2 separate regions of the Zea mays genome follow, and region 1 is linked to region 2. A link is a contact called in public Hi-C data. All regions are on one chromosome and are shown on one strand. Each heading gives the region's core, a stretch centred on a gene start, on an enhancer-like site or on the middle of the called end of the contact. The rest is flanking DNA. Distances are from core to core; before and after follow the strand shown.

Region 1 (5,062 bases), core at 1,724-4,223, 380 kb before region 2:
ATTTACTCTTAAACTGAATCTGAATCCAGCCAATTTAAGGGTGTGTTTGGTTCAGCTTTCTGAACCAAATTCGCTGCCAAAAATCTGAAAACTCAACCAAACGGGTATAACAACATAATAGATTCTTGAAAATCTATAGAATCCTCTAGTTCAATTCAGAATCACCTACCCCAGATTTTTAGATTCCTATCATTCATGTTAACAAGCTATCATGCTCTTACAGAATTTACAGTTGACAGTTGTTTCAATCAAACATACTTTAGCTTTCTCATAAGTCATAACCATCAGCTCGCAACAGCTTTCATACAGCTCACAGTTAGAATCATATTTTCAGAAATCTACAGCTGAACCAAACAGACCCTAAATTTCTTTTTTTGTTCAGGGAATTTAAAGTTTCTCCTAAATGATCAACATCTAAACAAGCAGGAGTAGCAGCAGCAGCCAGAAGGGTAGCAACCATGGCACCAGCTGTGCATTTGTGTTCATGGAGCAGATCCTTGTATTTGTGGAGGCTGACCACAAGCTACATGTCCAGACAAGAGAGTTCAGGTGGAAGCCATTGAAGGATTCATATTAACAATCAGGAAGGATATAAATGTTCTAATCATTTTCCTCTCAGATCCATTCACCGCTTCTCTCCCTTGGAGAGATGGAGAGAGGCATGTAGCTGAAGGAATCAAAACTACAATTCTAGATGGTGAAGAGAAGAATCACATTCTGTTGGATTAGTATACAAGTGGAAGCATTTTTATCCTTCATGGCACCCAAACAACACAACTGTGGAATTAGTTTCCAATCCTTCCCAATTCCTAGGAACCAATTGGGGCCTTTAGTAGTAAAATCATTTAACCAATCCTCAGAGGCTCAGAACATAATAGTCTGCCAATAAGTGATATATAGTTACCACTGGTTTCAAGGAAGCCTAACATTAGCGGTTGTGTCTTAAGTCCAAGGAGGAAAAGATAAAGAGACATGAGTTTATACTGTAGTTCCTCAGTTCATGCACAAACTAAATGAAGTGTAGGTTAGTGAATGAAAAGGATACAGATTGTGTTGCATTTAACCTGAGTCCTATAGAAGAAATAAACCATAAACATGTAATACTATCAAGGGAATGAAATACACAAATGTCCATTAAGGTCCCTTGAAGAAGCATCCCACATTCCCATTGGTGTAGTCTGCTGTATTTTCTTGGTCATATCAATAGGCAGCTAACAGTGATAGGTTTGTAACTGAATTGTTTAGGAGGCTGATAATGTGTTACCTGGAAAGGACTTCGATGAAGCAAGCAAAAAGAAGGGGGAAACAGCAAGCTGAAAAATATTTAAAATATGGAGGTTAAACACCACGAGTGTCAGATTGTGAAAACAAAACACTTACTCCAAGGCAGTAGACATGTCAGGATCTAACACAGATTTGTGGTGCATAGTTTCTAGCAATGATATATTGTAGAACATTGTGCAAGCTGATATGTGGTATTTATATTTTTGAGAGACTACAAATAAATAAAAAATTTGCAGAGGTGAAAGCAAAAACTATATGGCTTATGCAAAATACCCAAAACGAAATTTCTGTGCAGAAACCAGTCCAAAATCATCAACATCAACAAAGCCTTTTATCCCAAGCAAGTTGGGGTAGGCTAGAGTTAAAAACACAATAGAACCCACAAATCATGATTCAAGCACATGAATAGCCGTTTTCCATGCACTCCTATTCAGGCCTAAATCTTTGGGTATATCAGTCCAAAATCACAATTCTCTAAGCCTAGCAATTGAAGTCGCCCTGTCAGCATTGGTCATGAAGACCTCTCGTATCTATGTCATTTGGGATATCTGTTCATGCATTTTTTTCTGTTGCTGAAGTCACCATTATGTCACAACCATAGTCACAAAGTTCACAGTCCCAAGTCAACTGGATAAAGGAATGTGGTAAGCTACTTGCGAAAGGTTTTCACAAGGAGCAAAATAGATTGTCCCCACATTCCATGGTCAGTAAGATGCGACTTCGACTCTGTTCCCTATGACAATGGTTACAACTTACATCATCATGAAAAAGCCTAGATGATTCGTAAACAATTCAAGGGTTTCCAATGGGTGAAAATGCATTGATTAAGCATGTAATTTGAGTATTTGATAAACAATGATCGATGCATAACTCCTCAAACTGCATTGCAAAACATGTATTCTTCTATGTGGTATTTCAATCCTTGAGTGCAAAATTCCACAAGTAGGGCCTATTTGCATCAGTTAGGGTTAGTTATTAGCTGATATTAAAAATTAGACCAAGGGGTTGGCTAACAACTATTTGGAGACATGGCTAAAAAATTAGCCCACTTATTAGCCTACTGGCTCCTGTTCAAATGAGTTAGGGCTAAAAGTTAGCAAGCCCTATGCATCAAAACAAGCTATTAATCAAACAACCAATTTTCTAATATCTGCATTAAGGAAGTCAGCTAACAATGATCATCAAGAACCATGAGAGCCAAAAAACACAAATCTATCATAATTTCAGTTACCCTGAGTCCCTGACTCCACAAAATCATCTCTTACAACCTATAATAGGGCGTGACATCAAAGGTATAGCCAATGGCAGACCCAGTAAATGAGTAAAGGCACCCAATAACTTTTGGAAATCGAATTTAATAGCAATAATACATATATAAACTTATAAATAGATCGGATCCGAATACAAAAACCCAAATAGATTAAGTTAGGGTTCGGGGGCTCCATTTCACACAGCAGAAAAGGAAGAAAAGGGGTGCATATACCTGGTGGGTGTTGGTCGCCAGCAAAGGATCCGACGAAGAACTGACGAAGGAACCGACGAGGCTAGACTCGAGCACGTAGCGTGGGGCGGCGACGGCGGTTGCTATAGCCAGGAGAGCGTGCGCGCTCGTAGGGTGGACGGGCGAAGAAAAAGAAAGGCGGCGAATGGAACGGGTTCCAAATCCTCTAACGACGACAAGGCTGCTAGGACGATCCAAAGGCAATTCACACAGACACAGTCATGGGGCTCATGGCCTTTCTCATCTCTCTACTATCTGTACCATATAATAAATCATTTGTTTCTATGGTTCTACGGTTATCATGGTCACTCTTTCTCTTTCTACTTTATACAAAAACTAGCAAAATATAAAATAGCTTTATGCAAAAGAAATGCTATCTTCATTCTCAAAATATTTATTACCGATTAGTTATTTTTAAAATAGGACGCGACAAATAAAAAACAAAGAGTAGTAAATAATATAAAAATATAAAGATATATGTGTTTTATTGGTTAGATGGATGTGAATGTGGATTTAAAGATAAAATTGTATAAAAATAAGGATTTAAACGTTGATTGTTGGGTCCACGTTCACACTCATCTAACCAATAAAACATATATGTTGTGTTTTAGTAATACAAAGTCTATCTATATAATATATATGAATCATACAATCTACGAGCATCTAACTAGCATGAGTGAATATATAGGTAAAACCCTTTCACCATTTTTCCACTAGTACAATGTTTATGAGTGTTGCGATGGTATATAAATATTTGATAAAAAGTTTAGCGGACAACAATTATATAAATACGAATTTTTTTCTCTTCCTCGCATATTCTTGCCCCATGTATACTCCACCTTCCTATGTTCTTGCTTGTCCCACGTCTATCCTACTTTTAACTAATCGCTTAGTTGTTCTCCCGCTGTCTCTAGAGGAGTCTACCTTCAACTAATCTCCAATAAGAAGCATTTGTGTGCACTGTGCACCCAGCCAAAAACACGTTTGTTTTTTTATTAAGTTGAAGCTGTTTAAAAAACAATTCTAAAATAGAGTTGTTTTATTTGGGTAGAGCAATTACATAAACTTGAAACGAACATTTGAGCCTTCAGACCGTGTCCAGCACTCACATGGTTATCTAAAATATTGTTTTGTACTGTAAACTGTATTGTTCGTAGACTGTAGTATTTATAAAGTAGAGTTTAAAATAAGAGACAGTATGAATAAGCTGTTGGAGAGATAGTCTTAGTAAGACTCTCTTCAACGACGCACGCTACTCTATCTGTATTGGCTATAGTTTAACATCAGTCCGTTCATCACATGACGCTAAATAGGCTACATTGCAAGAGGGTGACACAGGACACCGCTAGATACAGGGGTGCTATAATCGGCACGCTTGTCTCGGTATAGGCATACGACAGTACTTTCACGTACTTTTTAGTTGAGAAAAATTGACAAGATGATTTTATCGAGGTAATGGGATATATGGGAAAATTTAGAGAGAACCGCTATAGATAATGAAGATATATAGAGAGATAGATAACATGGCATAAAAGTGGGATATAGAAGATGGAATATAGAGGGAACTGTTAAAGATAGTCTAAGAGAGCCAGTTGCACGCATTCCTCTTTGTCTACCGTAGATATCACATCCCTTTTCTGTTATTATCATTCACAAATTAGACGCCATGCAGTGCTAGCTCTCCGTATGCGTTGTTCAACATAGCTCATTAATGAGGTTCTGTTTCAATCTCACGGGATAAACTTTAGCTTTCTACTAAACTTTAGTCATATAAAGTAAAGTGTTAAAGTTTAGTTTCTTAAGGTGTTTGGACTACTCTAATAAAGTTTAGCACATTAAAATAAAAAGACACGTATGCCTCTAATGCGGAGAGAGAATGAGGTTGAAGGGTATGGGGTGAAAATAGGGTTCTCTGGCCCACGTTTAGCTCTTTTTAGCATCCCTTGAGTAGCTTATGAGATAATAGATGTTAAATTTTATCACACCACCATTAGCTCTTCTGTTTAGATCACTAAATGGCTAAAAGTAACTAAAAAAGCTGCTAAATTCATGTTTCAAAACCTTGTTGCTGCTGATATTGATAACATATAACATAGTTAGAAATGACTGAACGCATACTAAAAATTCCTATACATATATTCAATTATTCGTCCATGGAAGAAACAGTCGTCGTGGAGAAAGAAAACAAAGATCGTCGCCCATCATCATGTCCACGCATTTTGTACCTGGAGCCGTCGATCGACTATATATATTCTGCGCTGGAATCTCGATCGATCG
Region 2 (4,903 bases), core at 605-3,104:
AAACATATTGTACCCTGCATAGGGACCGATGCTCAAGGCATCCAGTAGTTCCATTCACACGAGACATCTCGTGCGTATGTTCGATGTAGTCGTACGCAGTCGATGCAGTCATATGTACGCAGTGCAGTCCCTCGAACGCCACCGGCGACAAGGAACTTGATCAGCGTTGGTCGGGCGGACGAAGCGAGCAGTCGCGAGTATGCTCCCCAAAAACTGATCGTCCGCACACCCATGCAAGTGTCACTCTGCGAACGGTGATTTCGGAGGTTTACTCTCCAACACTCTCTGTACTCGCAGAAGGTGAGACAGGAATGGCTGTGTGCAACGCGTCTGAGACTGTTCGGTGTTCGTACTAGGTAAAATGTGCAACCATTAGGAAGGAATATTCAGACAAGGTCTGATCTACCACGGCCACGGGCACTGCCCGGCCGGCAGCGCGCGCGTGACAGTCCTTCATCTTTTTCTTAGCTTCTCAATAGATACACCAATGGTACACCTATTTAAGTTGATTGAATTGTCCCTTAAACTTCTGATATGATAATAAAGTAGTAGTACACTGTAGCATTAGAGTGAACCTTTTTATCGACTATTATTAAATATTAATATGGACCAGGCCTATATTGATTCAACAGAAGAAAACACGAGTGAGGATAGACACACGAGCGAACAAACAACTAGACAAGGATGGGCGGGGGCACTAGCAAAAGAGAGGTAAGCGAGAGAGAAAAATACGACAACAGGTGCAAGACCTTATGCCAAAATTAATTATTTCGATCTCAACGTCATAAATCATAACGTCGAACTGTGTATGGTATTTTAATATCATGGTCTATGAAGTCAAGCTATGTATGTTCTGTGTTATATTCTATGACACCGTAGGATCAAAATAGATTACAAATCTATTCATAATCTAAGAGACTGTTTAGTTCCCATCTCCTTAACTTTAGTGATTAAAATTTAGTCACTACTATCAAACAGTATATACCTATCAAATAGAAATTTAAGGACTACCTGTTTGATTCCTTTAGTCGCCTGACAAGGCTTTAATGACAAAATTTTAGTTACTAACGGCCGTTTGGTTTGAGGGACTAAAGATTAGTTCCTCCATTTTAATCATATTTAGTATTAAAATTGTTAAACAATGAGACTAAACTGTTTTAGTCTCTAGTCACTTGAGGGGTGACTAAAATGGACTAAACCATATTAATTTCATTTTTCCCCCTTTATTTCAGTTGCACTAATGTTGGGAGAATGCTAAGAGATATTTTGATTCTCTTACGATTTATTTAATGTGTTCTGAATATTTTTAGTCCCCAGAACCAAACATGGTAGGGACTAAATTTAGTCCGCTAACTAAACTTTAGTCACTGGACTAAAGGAACCAAACAGGCTCTAAAGTACCCTATTTGGTTTTAGTGACTAAACCTTACTAAAGAGCTTTGATTCCTATGCATAAAGACTATATTACCCCTATTTATTAGAGCACATGGAAGTAGGATGGCAAATGCAGTAAAAATATCACTTTAGTCACTTTTTAGTCATCCCTTGATGACTACAGGACTACATTTTAGTAGGGTGCTTTTAGTCACACTATTTGCTTTTTTAGTGATTAAAAGTGACTATATTTTAGTCACTCTGAACCAAACAAACTCTAAGACCTCGTTGGGATCAATTTCTGTGTTTTTGAACTAATTTTATAAATTTTCTATACTATTTATGTGAAATTCCTACTTTCAAAGAAGGCATAAACATATTTTTTTTAATAAGTAAAATAAAAACATCGGCTAAACCAGCCGCCGCCAGTACAGCAGGTTTCCATCCTTTTCTTCAAAAAGCAGGCTTCCCTGTGCCCTATATCCTCCACTGTCCACTGTGCTGTACCTGTACCACCGTGACAGTTCTATTAACTTGACGAGACAAAAGGGGGGAAAGTTCTCCTCCTACAATCCTACCTCCAGTGATGTCAGTACCACCGCCGGCCGGCGGCGGCGCCATCATCAACGAGGTCCTCACCGACGACGAGCTCCGCGCAGTGCTCAGGCGGCTGGGGCCCGAGGCGGAGCGGGACGCGTTCGGGCTCGTGTGCCGCCGCTGGCTCCGGATCCAGAGCTCCGAGCGGCGGCGCCTGCGCGCGCGCGCCGGCCCGGACATGCTGCGCCGCCTCGCTGCACGCTTCCCTGGTGTCCTGGATCTCGACCTCTCTCAGTCGCCCTCCCGCTCCTTCTACCCTGGGGTCATCGACGACGACCTCAACGTTATCGCCAGCAGCTTCCGCAACCTGCGTGTCCTCGCGCTGCAGAACTGCAAAGGTGCGGCCATCTATTCTTCTTGCGCTACCCACATGTGCTGTTTATCAATTTGGTGGATGACATATAGCGCATTTTCTTGCGCTAACCTTATAGTGCATTTTCGAGTTCTTCAGAGACTTACCGATTCAATCATACTCTAAGAATGTTAGTCTCACGTACATTGGATAAATACTTGTAATCTATTTTGCAGTCTTGATTTAGTCTATTTCAAGTCCATATTCTAATCTGGGAGATGTTGGAGTTTCTTTGTGAGGTCCTTCAGTTTGTGAATTAACTTTCTTGTCATTCTGGAGGTGAATCCTATCTATACTACTCCTAAATCTTAGGGGTAAGTTTATAACCTTATATGTTGTGTAAACCTTTTTATCAAGCTTATTTCGAGGAAAAAATGAACCCCACATATTTGATGATGAATTTGCACTAGCCTCTGGTGGTTCATTTCATCCTTGTGAGAACATGAAGCTGTGTTCATTTCTGAAACTAGAACGAATTCTCTCATTATTGTTAAAATAAAGATAATTATAAGAAAAATGGGAAAAAGCTATGTGCAAAACCTTTTTTGTCCAGCTGGAATAGTTTTATATTCCTTATGTACTGTTTTCAAGGATATTGCCTCATCTTTCAATTTATTTCATAGACCCCATTTTTTTACAGCTTTGCTATTATTTGCGACAGTTTTAGTTACCTAAGTTATGGTCTCCTGAGATCTCAAGTTTCCAACAACGGTTAAATTTGCCAATTTGGTATCCTGTTAACAGATCTTTCTTGGGGGGCATGTCTTTTTTGTTTTTTCTTGTTCTTATGCTGGCTGACATTACCAATTTGCTATCCTTTAAAGCCATTACTATCTGGGGCATTCTGGATCTTTGTGTTTAGTGCAGTGATTCTGGTGAAAATGTCCTTAACTGAGTTCTGTTGATTATTAGACTTCCCCTGGTTCATGGTGTCTCACAGGTATCTCTGATGTCGGAGTTGCCAAATTGGGAGATGGACTGCCATCTCTACAGTCCCTTGATGTTTCTCGCTGCATAAAGCTGAGTGACAAAGGTTTGAAGGCGGTTGCACTAGGGTGCAAAAAATTGAGTCAGCTGCAAATCATGGGATGCAAATTAGTAACAGATAATTTATTGACTGCTCTATCAAAGAGCTGCCTGCAATTGGTAGAACTTGGAGCTGCGGGATGTAACAGCATAACAGATGCTGGTATATCTGCTCTGGCTGATGGCTGTCATCACATAAAATCACTAGACATAAGCAAATGCAACAAAGTTAGTGATCCTGGAGTCTGTAAGATCGCTGAGGTTTCTTCATCATGCTTGGTGTCAATAAAGCTATTGGACTGCAGCAAGGTGGGAGATAAGTCCATCTATTCGTTAGCTAAGTTTTGCAGTAACCTAGAGACTCTTGTCATTGGTGGATGTCGGAACATTAGCGATGGCTCCATACAAGCACTTGCTCTTGCCTGCTCCAGTAGCTTAAGGAGCCTGAGAATGGACTGGTGCTTGAAAATAACAGACACATCATTGCAAAGCCTGCTGTCTAACTGTAAACTTCTTGTAGCCATTGATGTCGGATGTTGTGACCAGATAACCGACAATGCATTCATGGACGGGGAAGGATACGGGTTTCAGTCTGAACTGAGAGTTTTGAAGATCAGCAGCTGTGTTCGGCTCACAGTTGCAGGGGTCGGCAGAGTGATTGAATCCTTCAAGGCTCTTGAGTACTTGGATGTTCGGTCATGCCCTCAGGTTACAAGGGACAGCTGCGAGCAAGCTGGAGTGCAGTTTCCTGCTGGCTGTAAGGTGAATTTCGATGGCAGTTTGCTGGAATCTGATCCATCTGCTGAGATGTTCTTCTAAAATGTGATCTCGGTTGAAATCAGATTTAGTGTGAACTGCAAAACTAAGATTTGAAGAGCTCGGTCATGGAGGCGAGTGCTTGACATTGCTGCTGATCTTTCACTGTCAAAATCTATGCAAGAACCTGAGACCACAACGGATGCAAGCCATGATCATATTCAGTACCCAATTCAATATGCATGTGATTTAATCTGTAGAAAGTAGCGCAAAAGACCATGAAATAAGTTGTCTGACCAAAGAACGTATTTGCATTATGTATTGTGCCAGTGCAGCGGGTGTATTAAAAAAATGTGCATTTTAATAGACTGGTTTCAGTGGATTGTACGCAGTTCTGTTTTTTATCTGCATCGCTTGTATAGATCTTTGTTTTGGCGTTATGCCAAACAGGGAAACAGTGTTCGGTCTGTTGTCTTATGCTCAAACACTGCTCCCACCTACAAGAATTGGTGGTATGTAAGCCGCATATTTTACGATACTATATAAGCCTCTGTCCACAAATATGCGGGAAAGACTTTAGTTTATACTTTGCACTCCCACAAGAATTTCGATATTAAGGGCACGTTTGATTCGATACCTAACTTACCATACTTTATTTAACTTTTCTACTTAATGTTAGTTCGAATAACTAACCCTAGATAAAATGTGATATATTTAGCCACGAACCAAATAACTCCTAAGTTTGTCCTTTATAAGGGTGTCCACAGTATATCGTGTAAAATAGAGGGATTTACAGTG

The links. Hi-C and Micro-C count contacts between places; a contact is called where the count stands out from the background.
Region 1: a Hi-C map of leaf shows a contact between it and region 2, with 5 times the contacts expected there. The contact joins the promoter of LOC100274004 here to the promoter of LOC100277153 in region 2. A contact is called at or near these places in 5 of 25 Hi-C or Micro-C datasets (ear, endosperm, leaf and 1 more).

Annotation. Positions count from the first base shown.
Region 1 is chr4:151,193,792-151,198,853 of Zm-B73-REFERENCE-NAM-5.0, reverse strand. LOC100274004 reads right to left here and starts at 2,973. Exons shown (of 6, transcript NM_001148389.1): 1 at 2,768-2,973.
Region 2 is chr4:150,813,640-150,818,542 of Zm-B73-REFERENCE-NAM-5.0, reverse strand. It overlaps LOC100277153, which reads left to right and starts at 1,854. Exons shown (of 2, transcript NM_001150803.2): 1 at 1,854-2,309; 2 at 3,264-4,644. The coding sequence starts at 1,961. The coding sequence ends at 4,168.